2 separate regions of the Zea mays genome follow, and region 2 is linked to region 1. A link is a contact called in public Hi-C data. All regions are on one chromosome and are shown on one strand. Each heading gives the region's core, a stretch centred on a gene start, on an enhancer-like site or on the middle of the called end of the contact. The rest is flanking DNA. Distances are from core to core; before and after follow the strand shown. Region 1 holds the start of LOC103638580 (thaumatin-like protein 1b). Region 2 holds the start of LOC103638586.

Region 1 (7,733 bases), core at 1,693-4,192:
AACCAAGTTAGACCTCTCCTATCCTTTTTGGAGGCATAATAACCACCTTAGTCGCGGTCCTCCTTTAGGCCACATAAATAAAAAGAGAAGAATGACAACATCTGATCTAATGTTCATCGGTACTTCTTCACCTTCATCGTATAAAACTATTGCTTTAAAAGAGTAGAGAATTCATTTTTTCTCCTAAGGCTATCCTTAATCTATAGTAACGTACTCATTTGTTAAATGTCATATAAACATTTTTAAATAAGCTGCGAAAGAGTTAAAGAGGAAAGTGAAGAAAGTCGTATCTTGAGAGATCTTGGATCTATTTAGACTTGAATTATCTACGTGACTCACATCTCATGTTTTATATGTGCTAATCTCTATGTTCCAATTTATAATGTATTTAACTTTTTATGTTAAGTTTGACCGTCTCTTATTATTCAATTTTTTGGTTAAAAAAAATAAAAACCATATTTGAAGTACATTATATGCTTAATGACATCACATTAACGACATCACAGTAAAAAATAATGATTTTTTTGAATAAGATAAGTTAATCAAATTTAGGGTAAAAAAGTCAAATAAATTATAAATTAAATAGTGGGAGTGATATTTATATTCTGTAGAGGATAGTAAAAACGGGTAAAAGGGTAGGTGATCTGAGGAAGGGGGAGCCGTCGTGACTCGTGCGGGCTGGGTTTGGGAGGAGCGTAGGATCCGAAGAGGAGAGAACTACACGGAATCGGGACATTCTCGAGGAAAAGTGAGTCACGGCGTGGGCTCGTGCAGAAAACAACACATGATGCAAAAGAAAGAAAGAAAAAAATACACGGAACACGGGAAGGAGGCGTGTATCGTGCAGATTTCGCAACACACACAAAGTAGTGTGGTCAACACCAAAATCAATTCGTGGACCTGCACCCAGGGCCAAGGCCAACACAAACCAACAACACAAACCAAGCGGCGGTGGATCGATGCTGACTCGTGGGATGTGGACGTGAGGCGCCTGCAGTATGGACATGGACATGGACATGGACATGGACATGGACGGACGCGTACGCGCCGCTCGGCATATGGGGGTGGGCAGGCAGGCGGGCGGGCGGCACCGCCGTTGCTGCCGACTGCCGACACGGATGGCCATTGACGCGGACACGGTTGCACGCGGTGGCTCGCCCCTGGGCTGGACCTCACCTCACCGGTGCGCGTCCTGCATCTGCGCGTGCTTGCATCATAGGATGCGAGTAGCTGCTGTTTGGTTGCTGTGAGCCAGGTTGTACGCGTGCAAGCTCTGTGTTTGGTTGCCTGCATGTAGATTTAGATCCAGGCTCGCACAATCCTTAAAGCACCCTGGGCCAGGCTCACCAGATACGAGCAGATTGATCGCATCTCCAGAGCCAGGCTCCAGTGATCCTGGCTCACACAGCCAGATTGGCAAGAGAAACCAACCAAACAGACCCTAAACTGAGCGCCAACGAGCACCTTGCGCGGTGTGTTCTGTTGCCGACCGGGTCCGTGACACAAATGGTGATGAGCTGGTGCCTGACTTGTAGCTTCTGGAGCCAGCCGTTTTGGTTTCATGTAACTTGGCTCGCATAGGCATGCTTACGCACACGAAATAATAATAATAAAAAGTGAATCTTTTTTTTCTCGCGTGACACTACACTAGTGACGAACAAGAAACTTGTGATTTGATCCCTAATTAATAATAAGTGCTAGGCCGGCTTCAGTCGTTCAGTAGATAGATAGATATATGTCGTATGAAACGTCGTATCTATCGTATGCGCATGTATTACCTGGTCGTGCTGGGGCAGAAGGTGATGGCGTAGGCGGTGTCGCCGGCGCAGGTGAAGGTGGAGGTGGCGTCGTCGTAGGCGTAGCTGTACGCCCGGGGGCACGCGTTCTTGAAGAACTGCGAGTACGCCGACGGCTTGCAGGTGCTGGGGTTCCCGTAGTCGCCGTTGCAGCAGTACTGCGCCGACCCGAACGCCTCGCACGCGCTCTTGCAGGCCACGCCGCCGCCGCCGGAGGACGTCGTCGAAGCCGCCACGCGCAGGTCGGCGGGGCACGCGCCGTTGAGGTCCGCCATGCAGCCGGTGGGCACGCAGCTGCCCCCCGCGGCAGCGGCCGCGCCCTGCGGCGCCACCAGCATCGGCAGGTTGTACCCGTCCACCAGGCTCACGTCGTAGAAGTCCATGCCCCCGCTGCCGTCCATGGTGAACTCGGCCAGCGTGGCCGGCGGGGCGGCCCCGCCGCCGCCGCAGTCCTGCCTGCCCGAGCCGCAGTCGCCGGTCACGCAGGCGAACCGGCCCGTGGCCGCGTCGGTGGAGCAGAGCGTGCGGCCCCACAGCCGGCCCGACCACCCCGACGGCACGCTCAGAGCGCGCGACTCCCCCGGCGCCAGCGCGAAGCCTGTGGTGTCCACCCCCGCGGACCCGGCGCTCGAGAGGATCCCCGGCCACACCGTGTGCTCGCAGTTGTTGGCGATGGTGAACGACTTGGACGCCGCACCTGTTCCATTTCCAACCGGCACCGAACCAAACAGCGCAGCTAGCTAGATTACCAAACATGCATGCATTGGATTGGAATAGAAAGAAACGGATCAGAGACCTGCAGCAGCCTAGCTTACCAATAATTGAGGCAGCGAAGAAGCTGACCAGGGCTAGGTGTGCTCTCGCCATGATATTGCGGGCGGGAGAGAGAGAGCGCTCTCCGCTTCCTCTTGTGCGCCAGGATGGATGGAAACGTGATTTTTGTTGTCAACGGTGTGGGCATGAGCCGCTCATATTTATAACAAAGCGCAAATTGGTACGGGACCCACTACTACACTCCGATTTTTGCTACCGTATTAACTTGAACCAAGCACGCATATGTCAAACAAAAATCAAGATGACCCGTCCACGTCAAGAATGGTGAACAATAGCGAAGTCAATAAATGTTGCACGCAACCTCAACCTTAGCATCAACACATCGACCAATCAAGACAAGTAAGCGATGCTCACGCGGTATATATGTCTCAAGCTAGCTAGTGGTCAAAGACAGGATCATGAAGATAACGAACCGTGATGACATTTTTGAAAGGCTTAGGGTATGTCTCGGAGAAGGGGATTAGAGAGGATGATATTTTTAGAAGGTTTAGGGCATGTTTGGGAGTAGGGGGATTGGAGAGAATTGAGGAGGCTAAAATCGTTTTGCTATTAAATTTTGAATAGCAGGGACGTAGGTTCTTTAGAACTGAACCTCGAGAAACAAATTGTTGTGTCTTGTACTCTTTACTTTCTGCAATTTGTTTTTTCCTCTCTCTATAAGTTCATTCTATAATCTTGACTTGTGATATTGCTATCGTATTAATTCGCAATCAAGAAGAGCATCAAGTGCAAGAACTTCCCTCTCTCCTTACTTTATATTGTTTAAGATTTTGAGCTAACATCTAATTTGGAAGTCAAGTGTGCTTTAAGTTGTGAAATTTCAGGGTGTTGCCTATTCACCCTCTTCTAGACAACTATCAATTGATGTTGGTGCTCGGCGCTTGATTTGAGGGTCTAACAATCTGAAGCGATGTCGGGAGAAGAATCCCAAGGGAAGGAGATGGACAACCATAAGGAGAAGGAAGTGGATAAGACGCAAGATGAAAAGCCCATCGACTCGCACCGCAAGAAGGATGGCAAAAAGAAAAGGATGAAGAAGGTCGTCTACTACAAGACCGACTCATCTACATCTCCATCAACATCAAGTAGCAGCTACTCCACCTCCAAACATCACCAACAAAAGATAGTTAAATATAACTTTAATCGCACTTTATTTAATTATTCTCGCATTCCTTACAATTCAAATACCCAATTATTTTTCATTCCTATTGGTAAACCACCTCACTTTGATGGTGAGAATTATCCATGGTGGAGTCATACGATGAAAAGTCATTTATAATCACTCCACCCAAGTATTTGGGATATTGTTTAAATAGGAATTGTTGGTCACTTGTTCTCAAATGCTATAGATCAAGAACAAGGCAACACAATTGTTAATGGTTAAAGACCTTCATCCTTCGAAGCATCATTTCCTCTCGGATATAATGATCTTCAGATGAAGGTCATGAAGGATATACCTTCTGTTGGCCCTTGTTCAAAGATGCTATACATCAAGAACAAAGCAACACAATTGTTAATGATAAAAAACTTTCGTCCTTCGAAACATTATCTCCTTTCGGGTATAATGATCCTCAGACGAAGGGCATGAAGGGCATACCTTCATCATCTCAGTAAACAAATACAAATGAAGGTGCATAAAATACGAAAGAATGTAAATAATGATGACATATAGACAAATTATTAACATTCTCATTTCATAAACGTGAGTAAATATTCACAATATTTATATTACATTGATACATTCGGCTTGTCAGAAGGTGAAAATGTGAGAGTGACGCGAGAGCGATTACAATGCAGCGTGAACAGTACATCGGTACTGTTCATCTATTTATAGGCACAGGACGCAACCCAGACAAAATTACATCCATGTCCCTGATAACTAATTATAATCATAATGCAAACTATTAAGGACTATATAGTCTTTTCCTATTTAAGTCGGTATTGTCCTTCGCCTTTATCATAATACCAAGCCGAAGCTCTCTCGGTCATAGCTTCGGCTTTGTCCGCATCATCCTCGGCTTATATCTTCATGTCGCACCTGCCTTTGTACTGTCTTGCCGAAGGTGTTTTTGCCTAGAGGACCTTCGACGGAGAAGAAGACCCCCAACAGTAGTCCCTTCGCGGTGCTAGATCGTTTTTTTGTAACGAGCTCGATCCGCGAAAAACACGAAGGTTTCGAAATGTCGAAGGTCCAAAAAACACCTTCTGAAAAACACCTTCCGAAAAACACCTTCCCTGAGCTCGTTGCCGAGAAACGATTATAATATTCCGGATGCCGAACGGTTCACCGCTCAGCCAGTGCGAGCGGCATGGCGGTTCGCCTTCCCCCTGTAGCACTATATAAACAGACGGGTTGGTGAGGAGTTACCACAACATTCATTACCATCACACTGTTGCACTGTTAAAAAATTTAACCATAGCCGAAGCTTTCTGTATTGCATTTTCGAGCAAACGCTTCGGCACTTGAGATCAGCTTCGTCTCAAAAAAGCGTAAACACTGAAATGGCCAGAGTACGATCCACTGCTAGAGTTTCTCGTGAGGGAGACGAGGCCGAAGCTGCCGAAACAGCGCCCATCTCAGAAGTGATGAAGCAATCAGGTCTTGTTGTGCCAGAGGAGGTTGTTGCAGAAGGTACCTTGATTGCTGAAGCTGATAGATCGCAGTTGAAAGAGGGAGTGAGAACGAAGATGAAGAGGATTACACTATTCTGAGCCCAGCGAAACCCAGCCACATTGAATTTGGTAAATCTATTGTGACGGCAGACGATATGGTTATGATGAAAAAATTGGGCTACTTTGGAGAAGCTAAGAGTAAACTTATTCGTTTTGCTGGCGAGGAGGTGATTCCAGAGCCGAAGGAGGATGAAGTTGTTGCCTTTAAAAGCTTCTTCAGAGCAGGGCTTCGGTTCCCTCTATATGTTATAATAGGAGAGGTTTTGAAGAACTTTGAAATATACCTTCATCAGCTGACACCCAATGCAATCGTTAGACTTAGTGTCTACATATGGGCTCTCCGAAGCCAGGGTATGAGTCCTAATGCCAAAGCTTTCGGTCGGGTGCACGAGCTGCATTACCAAACGAAGGCCGGAGCGGATGGTCTTCATGAAAACTTCGGTTGCTACAACTTTGCGTATCGAAAGGATACGAAAGCTCCGGTTCTCAGCTATCGTACAAAATGGTCGACCGGTTGGAAAAGCTAATGGTTTTACATAAAGGCAGACGAGAAAAGAAGGGAGAAGCTAATGACTATGGTCATGAGTCCATTGAAATTGAGCTTCGGGATGACAAGGCCCTTGTGCCATATGCAGCTTGGCTCCCCATGCCAGGTAGCCGAAGTAGAATTCAGAGTGGTAGCAGCCGAAGTCAGCACTAGGGATCCAGTGCAAGAATACTTGGCAAATAGAGTATTTTCGACCTCTAGTGGCTCGGGAATGCCTAAGAAGAAGGAGGGGGGCAAAAAGCATGAACTTGTTCGGCTCCCCTACAGATTTAAATTTGAGAAACAATTCAAGAAGCTATGCAAAGAGTGGTTAGAAATGATTGAAACAATGTGCAATGAAAGTCTTGGGAACTACACCAAGAAAGAGGACCAGTTAATGACTGCTGCCTTCGACACTTGGCCAAAACGAAGGATGAATCGAGTGATGGACGCGTTAAATTTCGAATACCCAGACTATGAAAGGCTTGACAAAGGGGCCGAAGGGGTGAAAAGAAAAAGGATTGTGAGCATCCTAAATAGGCAAGCTGCTAGGCTGGTAAAGGAGGATGAGAATATTTTGAAGAAGACAAAAACAGCCCCTGAGCCAAAAGCGGCAATCTCTAAAAAGCGGAAGCTTGACATGACTCCCTCTGCTGAGCCGAGGGTGGTTGAGACAAGAGAAGAAGCTCTGTCAACGCCCTCTGCTGCCGAAGTAGCAGAAATTTTAAAGGTAATGACTGATTCCTTGCCCATCAAGCTGCTAAGTCCTCTGGGACCGGAACTGATGAAATTTTTATTGAACAAGGATCAACCTTCGGCCGCAAAGGAGAAGGATGAAGGTCAAAAGAAACAAAGAATTGTCAACGTAATGCAAGCTATTGAGCGAACACCGCGTTCAGCCTCGGCGTCCAGAATGGTTCCTGCTGCAAGTGACGAAGCCGAAGCTACTGCCAAAGCTGCTAAACTTGTGACCACAATGTCAGGAATTGACAAGCTCATATCAGATATGGTCGCAGAAGAGACAGTTGTGACTGCAAAGGAAAACATGGCCGCAGTGCCTGACAAAGGAAAAGAAGTTGTTGATGCTTCTTCGGGAGAAAAAGGTTTTGACCTTCGGCACCTGGGTGGTCAGGAATTGTCTGAGGTAGATAAAGAGGAGCTAAGAGAATATGGAATATCTTGTGGTTATCAGCCGGGATCTATGCTCTTCGGTGGGGTTGACGAAGAAATTTTGGGATGTATCAGCGACCGCGCCAGGGCAAAAATAATCGGCACTCTGTCTAAGAGTGTTGGTTTCTCGAAGCTAGAATCTAACATTAGCGGTTACTGACGGCAACACATTGTCGGTAGCTTATTTGACTCCAATTTCAAGGTGAAATATGTGTCTAGATTCTTGTTATCCTCGTGATGGATTAAAATATTCTAACCTTAACTTGTTTTCACAGAGCATGCTGCTAAGCAAGGCGCTAAGAATGCAGTAAGATTTTGAAGATAAGAAGAATGAAATAATAATTGAAGGCTTGGAGAACAAAATTAAAGAATTTGAAGCCTCGCTTGAAAAGAAAGATTTTTTGCTTCAAGCAACCAAAGGTTCTCTCGTGGAAGCTCAAGCTGAGAATGCTAAATTGAGCGAAGAACATTCCAATGCCCGAGCAACTTTAAAGGAAAAAAATAGAGCGCTTTGATCAAGAAAGAAAAGAACTATAAGAGAAATCTGAAGCTGAAGTTGCTAAGAATACGAAGCTGCAGGAATCACTGAAAGACCTTCGGAATAGGTGTTTGGACTTTGCTACCCGCTGCATGCATCGATTAAAAGGATTTTTCAACTCTGTCAAGGCTAGCTCTGAAGAAATTGCCCCTTCGGCTGAAGATATTTCGAAAACCTTCGAGCATACTGAAAATGA
Region 2 (7,733 bases), core at 3,214-5,713, 220 kb before region 1:
TTAGTTCATTTTCCCTTAGAAAAATAGGAATTCCTTAGATAAATGAAGTTCCCAAACTAGGCCTAACTGTTAGCATCTTACTCTAGTAATAGATTTTGATTGCTTACTCAATTAATAAGGGCATCATCAATGGCGACTGTAGCATCATTTTCTGGACATTACATTAAGATGACATAAAAAAAACTCCTCTTACCCCACCTATACAGAGGAGGCACATGTCAACTCGCACCCATGACGTGAGAAATGCAACTCAAGCCGTCTAACAGACCCTTTCGCTAATAGGAGACCCAAAAAATGCCTCTTGACCTAGAGTTAGTATTATACATATACATGAAGATCATTTGAGACTATATTATGCTTTATATGTTCAAAGTTAATATTATTGTTGTCTTGAAACCTTACTGCTGTGGGTGCCCTAACGGGTGTTTAAACGTGTGATGACATTTTGGGATAGTAGTTCCAGTCCCAGCAGCTGAGCAGCCCACTAAAACACTTCTAGCTTTCATTATAGTCCTGAAATGAACTTTGGAACTATCAGTACAACTGCAAGGGTAAAGTTTAGAAATGAAACTTTTACTGCTACTATTTACATGTCTCAACAGAAAATTTGTCCCATTCATTGTCATAGAAAAGTTCGTAAGATATGCATTTTCTTCAAGTGCCCACTTGCTTTTTGTCATGCGCTTCAATTTGAAAGTTGGTCCAGTTTCTAAAACAAAGCGATTGGAAATGGTTGCTAAACATGATTTGCAGATAAAAAAGACCGCAAAATAAATAAGATAACTTCTCACTATTATTTCCCTCATAATTCTATTAAGCACTAATGACTTTCCAATCTGGCAGGCACGTCCTTAACTTAGTTTCTTCTATATTTTATCACAGATTGATAATACTCGAATCATCGCTAGGTTATCCAAGCCATCAGCTTGTCTTTGCAATCACACTCTACCAAAGTTTGTGTTCATTCTTCTCCAAATAAATGTTGATTGACGTTGGCTTGAGATACTGATCCCAGAATGAGATCATTGCCATGGTGGCAATTCCAATGAAAACCTCTGGGCATGATCGTAATGCACCATCTGATCAACAGACTGTGTGAAAGACAAACTCAGAAGCCCCAGCTCGTACTCCACACCTATCACTCAAGCAGCAGATCAGAACTGATACCTCATCTACATCACAGAAGACCAAGCTATGTCAAACATGACAGCAGTTCCTTTTGACTGCTGAGGAAACCATACACCTGTTTCAAGTTTCCTCTAGATGGCCGTGCGTTTACAGCAAATTTACAGATGAATACCAGCCTCCTCCTCATCTCCAACTTTGTAACATCTCTTTTGACAAAATAATTTCCATAGTCAAAGCATCCTTGAAAGAAACAATTAGTTATTACTTATTAATTCATGATGCAACCATACTTGACATACTTAAAGTATAGACACAAGAAAGTAGGACCTGAGGGCACAACTACTCATCAACAAATCTAGAGCACGCATCATTATGTTTCTTGACATGGCATAACAAAAGTGCATCTGTGGGAACTAATAATCTCAAGCACTAATGCAAATTAGGAAGAGCCTCAAATCCTTGTGTAGCAGTTTCACAAGACAATCAACATTATTATACTTACCGTTATCATCGAATAACAAGGCCAATATTGCCAAGGCCACACAAATACTTATATCTTCTCCTGAAAGGAAGTAAAACAATAAATCAGAGCTCAATTAATCACAGACAGAAATGCAAGAAATCACATGACATTCTATATTGATGTGCAAGAAAAATAGATGAAATACTGTTTCTTTTTGGTAGTTGAACCTTGTTAATTTACCATTTTGACAGCACACGAGAATTTTTCTCCCAGCCATCAAATTCCTCTTTGCAAAGTCAACTGCTTTTGGAAGGTTTCTCATCAATGAAAATCGGTCATCCTTTGAGCCCTACCAACATTATCAGCATGATGTAAGAAACCTTACATAAATATAAAATGCATAAGGTCAAATAAAGGTGCACTTACAACAATAGATAGCTCAAGGTAAGAATTTTCTGATGAACTAGCAGGTAGCTTCGACGTGCTGTCACAGTTCAGTATGCAGTCCACACCAACTAAGGCACCTGCAACTAAACAAAAGGGCAGATAAGAAAGCAATCATCTAGACATATATTTGCAAATTTTCATATGACACAACACAACTGACAAGAAAACATGCTATACAGAAAATTGCAAGTGCCCAATTAATCATAATACCATGGAAAGTAGATGATACTGCAAGGTTTGATGTTCCAATCCAAAAGAGTAGAAGGCCATTATTAGAACAGTGTGCATCCATTGTACTGGTACAATGATCCAAGTTCATAGCACACATCTCGGTTGTCTGATCATCATTACATTTGGCACCAGCAAGGCTCCTCAGAGACTTACATGTAATTTGAGGACAATGTTCACCTCTCTGTGCACGATAAACCCTATCTTTTTCAACAATATCAGCAACTATCTGGTTACAACGATCTGGTCCAGCATCAATAAGGTCATATGAATGTTTCCAGAATAAGGTAGGAGTTAGACCACGTGCCCAACTCTCTTCATCATCTCCTGCTCCAGGAATATAGTGCCAACTGAATTCTGAAGACATCCTTTGTGTAGCAACTGCATCAGATGCAGAAATTAGAATTATAGGAGTGAAATCCCATGACTCAAGCTCCGGCACTTCATTTAACCATATACGTGTCCTTTGTGAGATCCATAGAGGACGTAGCGGTTTTTGCAAACCTACCGCAAGAGAATGAATATCTGCACCACATGATTCAAATTGGTCTGTCCATTCATCAATACGCCCCTCTATAGCATTTTTCTCTGTGCCTAGAACCCATACAGGAAGGTGCACTGAGCTATCCCAATTAGATAGATCAGAGTTGTTTTCTGCATCTCCATTCAGCAGGGTAGACGACTACAAAGAAAAGTGAAATATTATCAGAACAAGTGGACAAAGAAATTATATGATTCTTCAGACAAAAATTATAGAAATATAACAGAGATTATATCATAGACATTGCATAATCCAAGCATTAATTACTAGAAACAGTAGTATAATTTTTATCTAACATAACATTATTGGCCTCTATTAACAATATTTTGAAGCATTGCTGAACTAGTGAACCAGTTATTCCTTACACCATTCGCTCCTAAGTTAAGCTTAACCTAAGGATACAGTAAACAACAAGGGACTTCTGAGACATGTTCACCACACAGAATTATAGCAGGAGATAAAATTAGCAAGCCATAACTAACCACCTGATAATTCACTTCGGCACTTTTGTGGATAGCCTGCAGCCGATGCCTCTCAATCGCTCGGTTCAAGACAGAGCACCAAATGGGTATGGTCTTTGACATGCTATCAGGGAATCGTTTCCCTCTCCTTGTTGAATCAACTATTATGCACCCTCCTCTCTCCCCTGCTCCAAGAAAACAAACAAATAAACTGAGGCCAAATCAAGGTATTACTCAGAAGTTAAAGTATTTTGCATTCCCCAGGTCATCATATTCACTCAGAAGAGTGGATCACCCCAAAAACATTGACTCAAATATCCAGATAGTTTACCTAGGATATCTGTGCTTCAGTTTACCCCAAGATTGTGTTATGAATATAGATTATAGAGAAACCAATGAAGCAAAGTTCCTCGGCCTTCTTGGACAGGGAACAAAACTACAGTCATAAACCTTAAATTCTGGTTCAAGATTCCTGAAATACAAGAACATATGCTATACCCTGATTCAAGATCCTTGAAATGCTTTAACAGTAATATAACTTTACAATTTGTTATGGTCTTTCAAGAATTTTTCGTGAATCCCTCAAAAAATTATAATTTAATCCAATCCAAGTAAACTACCCGGATTAGCCGTCTCTCGCTTTGAGTAAGCACATCAACAAATTTTTTTGCAGTACGTAGTAGCAAGAGCCACCAAACTTACCAAAAGATGCACTACTATATAGTACTCTGTTGTCGATTATTTGTTCCCGGCTAGTTTATTTTTGAACTAAAACACGACAAATAAAAAATAACGGAGTGGGTAAGAGAGAAGCAGCTCGCACCAGCGAGGAGGGCGAGGTGGAGGTTGAGGCGGGCAGTTGAGAAGGACCAGTTCCCGGCGTGGCCATCCGTGGACTTGAAGTAGCAGGTGGCTGCGAAGGCACGGGGCGGGGCGTACCAGAGACCGCAGCGGAGGTTGGCCACCAGCGGCAGCGAGGGCCACAGCGCCGCGACCTCCGCCACGAAGGCCGCGTCCTCCGCCACGCTCCGCAGCGCGTTGTACAGCGTGCTCGCCCGCCGCTTGATGCACCGTGCCGCCTTGTAGACGCTCAGCGTCGCCGACGGCGCAACCTCGTCCGCAGCCTCCGGCGCCGCCGCGGCCATGGGGAGAGAGATGGGAGCTGCGGATTTGGACTTCTAGTCTAGAATTTGGCCCATCTAGTCCAAGCCCTTAATCATCTAGACAAGATGGGCCAAATTCTAGATCAATTCAAACTAGTGTCCCATCAACGCGAATCCTCCCGGATTTTTGGCCCACCCAAACGAAGCTGACAAAAAAGGATTCAAACATTATTCCATTGTTTCACAAACCAGAAACCACAATGTTTCTTCCTTAATTCATCACTAGGTCTATGCCCGTGCGTTGCCACGGGAAACACATGAAATCGTTATATGTTTGGTACCGCAAAACAAATAAAGTGAAAAACATGAAATATTTATACACACGATATTGTAAATCAAACAACATATCATAGCATGAGACTTCTCGACCTAAATTAGGTATATTTAAAATTTGCATGATGTCAACAACACGGTGTTTCAATCCAGACAATTTAATTTCCTTTCTAAACGCTACCGGATTTATATTTACAAATTTACATGGCTGCACCCACGTACATGTACATATGGCAGCAAATAAACCCTACACTACAATTCCCCTCTCTGCATTCTTGCAGTGTAGATGACTGACAGGTCACAGCCACAGGGTTAGGCTAGTCCTGTACTGCTACTGTACATGAACCAGAAACTGATGATCAAGGGCATATCTAGACTCATGTTCTAACAGTTTGGACTTCAGGGAGGACTTGTACATTCTGTACTCACTCGGCTCGCGTTCCCAGACCATACATTCTAAGTAACAGCGGGTATTAAACGGATTAACCTCTTCACATTACATGCACCAAGTACTTGTGTCAGTTACATGCTGCATAACTGTTGAGATCATGAGCATTTTAGATGTTGAATTCCTTGCCGGCAGTGATGTGTGGTCTCACCTTGAGCTCTAGGCTGTAGTAGCTACTCCACACTTCCCTTTCCTGGGGATACATGTCGACCACTGAATCATATAGCCATCGAGCATTTGTGAGGGCGCCATGGTCTCCGAGCGATGCAAGGCTCGCCTCTAGCTCTATGCAGTACTGCATCAACTTGAGGCTTGGCCGAGGTAAAGCAAGCAATCTGTGTCGACTGCAACAAGCAAAAGGCCAAGGTGTCATCAGGTCCCAACACTTAGGAGGCAATATTGACTGCATGCAGTTACTTTTTTTTTCCTGTTTTAACTTCAATGCACTCAGCAATGGGATGGGACTCTGGAGAAAGGCGGAAAATAAGCATGACCTATTAAAACCAAAACTACAAGTATTTAATGGAAAACAATTTCATGGCCTGAAATGCATCACGAACGATTTCAAGCACAGTCATAGTAGTAAGGTAAAACCCAAAGTTTGTCAATGTTGATCTAAGGAACTTACCATGTGCCAAACAGATCAAACAGAGAGCTCAAGTTCTCCTTATTCAATGGAGAGCTGCCAGAAGCAGTCGCCAACGAATTTATCTCCATAGAAGCTCTCAGGATCCACAAATTTGCAGCACTTGAAAGAGGGCCATCACAAAGCTTTTCTGCAAGAGTCTTAGCTTCCTCCAGTCTTAGCTCCGTCGCGTTCAGCGTGCTGTTCGAGGAAGCGATGGAGTTGGAGCACAGCGTCAGCGACAACTCCCTCGCTGCTGCCGCGGACGCGTTGGCTCCAATGCAGGAAACCTTATTAGCCATGAAGAAAAATAAGGGCATAAATTAACCAGATCTATTAACATATTTCAATTGCAATAAAAGAAGTAGAAACTTACTTCAGCACCATCTTCTTAGCCTCAAGAAACCTTCATCAACTACATATTTTTACAAGAACCAAAGAAATAAAATAAGAATTAATGATGTGTACATTTTACAATGCAACTATGCAAGTAACAATGTATTAAGCAACATAGTAAGCTAGCTCCCACACATATACCAGGATAGGATTTGAAAGGCAGCAGAAACACAACAAAACTAATTTTCTAATGAAAGGGTAGAGATTTTGTTACCTTGTTCTGCGAGGAGTTGATCAACCACCTTTCCAACCTTCAGTTGATAACGAATTGGCAACAAGAATAGCATAAGTACAAATCAGAGTTCATGCATGCATCCAGTCAATGTAGACACACCAGCAAACCTTGTTAAAGTGCTCGTACTGTCTATTTCCGAGGTCAAACACCCCAAGCCGAAGATTATTCAACCACTCGCCTCTCTCATTACCCTGCAGCCAAACCCAAAAAAGGCAATTAATACATAGTACCAAAGTGTCATCCACAAGTGCAACCATAAAAGAATTTGTATTACAACCTCTGAGAACCATTTATAAAACCTCGCCGCATTGTCAGTTGGCTCTCCATCGCCATAACTGCAACGACAACAAGACATGTTGGCAATTCACCAGAAACAAAATTCATACTTTCTCCATGCTTGATTAACTAACTTTAATCACACCACCCCAATTCTTACGTTGCTAGGAAGAACAATGTGATGCTCTCCTTAAGCTTATCCTCGTATTCCTCATCCTCAGCGGCGTAATCTTCCTGAACCCCAAGGCAACAGATGAGCTGACAAAAGCAAGAAATTTTGAGAAGCGGCATAAGGATGAAGCTTCATCGACATACCAGATCGACCACCTTGAAGACAGCCTTGTCGTACCTTACCTTGGCCTCTTCGGCGAGCGCCTACATCCACGCCCAAAAGTGCCGTCAAATCTGATCTTAGCCAGCGGTGCAAGCAAGCGAGCAGAGCGCCGAGCTCTGGCTGTAGTCTGTAGAAGGGACCGCAAACACAGCAAACAGAGGAGCAGAGTTTGAGTAGGGACCTTGGCAAAGCCCTCAGCGGTGCCGGTTTGCGTGCCGAAGAAGACAGTGACCCTCTGCCTGCCGTCGTCGGGGTCCGGCTCGTCCTTGGGCTTTGCGGCGAGCGGGCGCGGCGGCGCCTGTGCACCTTGCCTCCCTCTGCACCCTCTACCTCGGCTTCTGGCGCTTCCCAGACAACGCCACGCTCCCGCGGGGCTACGCTTTCACCGTTCAGACTTCAGACTTCGCGGCTCCCCAATCTTTCAAGATACTGGGCCTTGCGCCCTGCTTGCCGTCCACAGTCATCTCCATTCCCGCTGACTCCATGCCATCGAACGACTTGGCGGGGCTGTACGGAGCTTTGCTCACGACCCTGTTTCGTGCCATCATTTATTTAATCACTTGAAATCAGTAGATCCACGATAAAAAAAGTTATACTAAGAAACAATTCTAAACTCAGTTCTAAGATAAGGCAAAAACAGGCATCTAAAGCTTACATCAGAAAAAAAATGGTGCTAGTTTGCAACCTTGAGACTGGATCTTTAAGTGGCCAGCTT

Evidence for each region. Hi-C and Micro-C count contacts between places; a contact is called where the count stands out from the background.
Region 2: a contact with region 1 is called in a Hi-C map of ear, with 2.7 times the contacts expected there. The contact joins the promoter of LOC103638586 here to the promoter of LOC103638580 in region 1. A contact is called at or near these places in 3 of 25 Hi-C or Micro-C datasets (ear, leaf and tassel).

Annotation. Positions count from the first base shown.
Region 1 is chr9:79,293,517-79,301,249 of Zm-B73-REFERENCE-NAM-5.0, reverse strand. It overlaps LOC103638580 (thaumatin-like protein 1b), which reads right to left and starts at 2,942. Exons shown (of 3, transcript XM_008661453.4): 1 at 2,612-2,942; 2 at 1,779-2,493. The coding sequence starts at 2,663.
Region 2 is chr9:79,514,092-79,521,824 of Zm-B73-REFERENCE-NAM-5.0, reverse strand. LOC103638586 reads right to left here and starts at 4,463. Exons shown (of 7, transcript XM_035962594.1): 1 at 4,092-4,463; 2 at 3,293-3,453; 3 at 2,249-2,948; 4 at 2,018-2,121; 5 at 1,819-1,940; 6 at 1,631-1,690; 7 at 1-513. The coding sequence starts at 4,413. The coding sequence ends at 1,636. LOC103638584 (protein TIFY 3) reads right to left here. Exons shown (of 4, transcript XM_020544057.2): 4 at 7,397-7,549. The coding sequence ends at 7,408.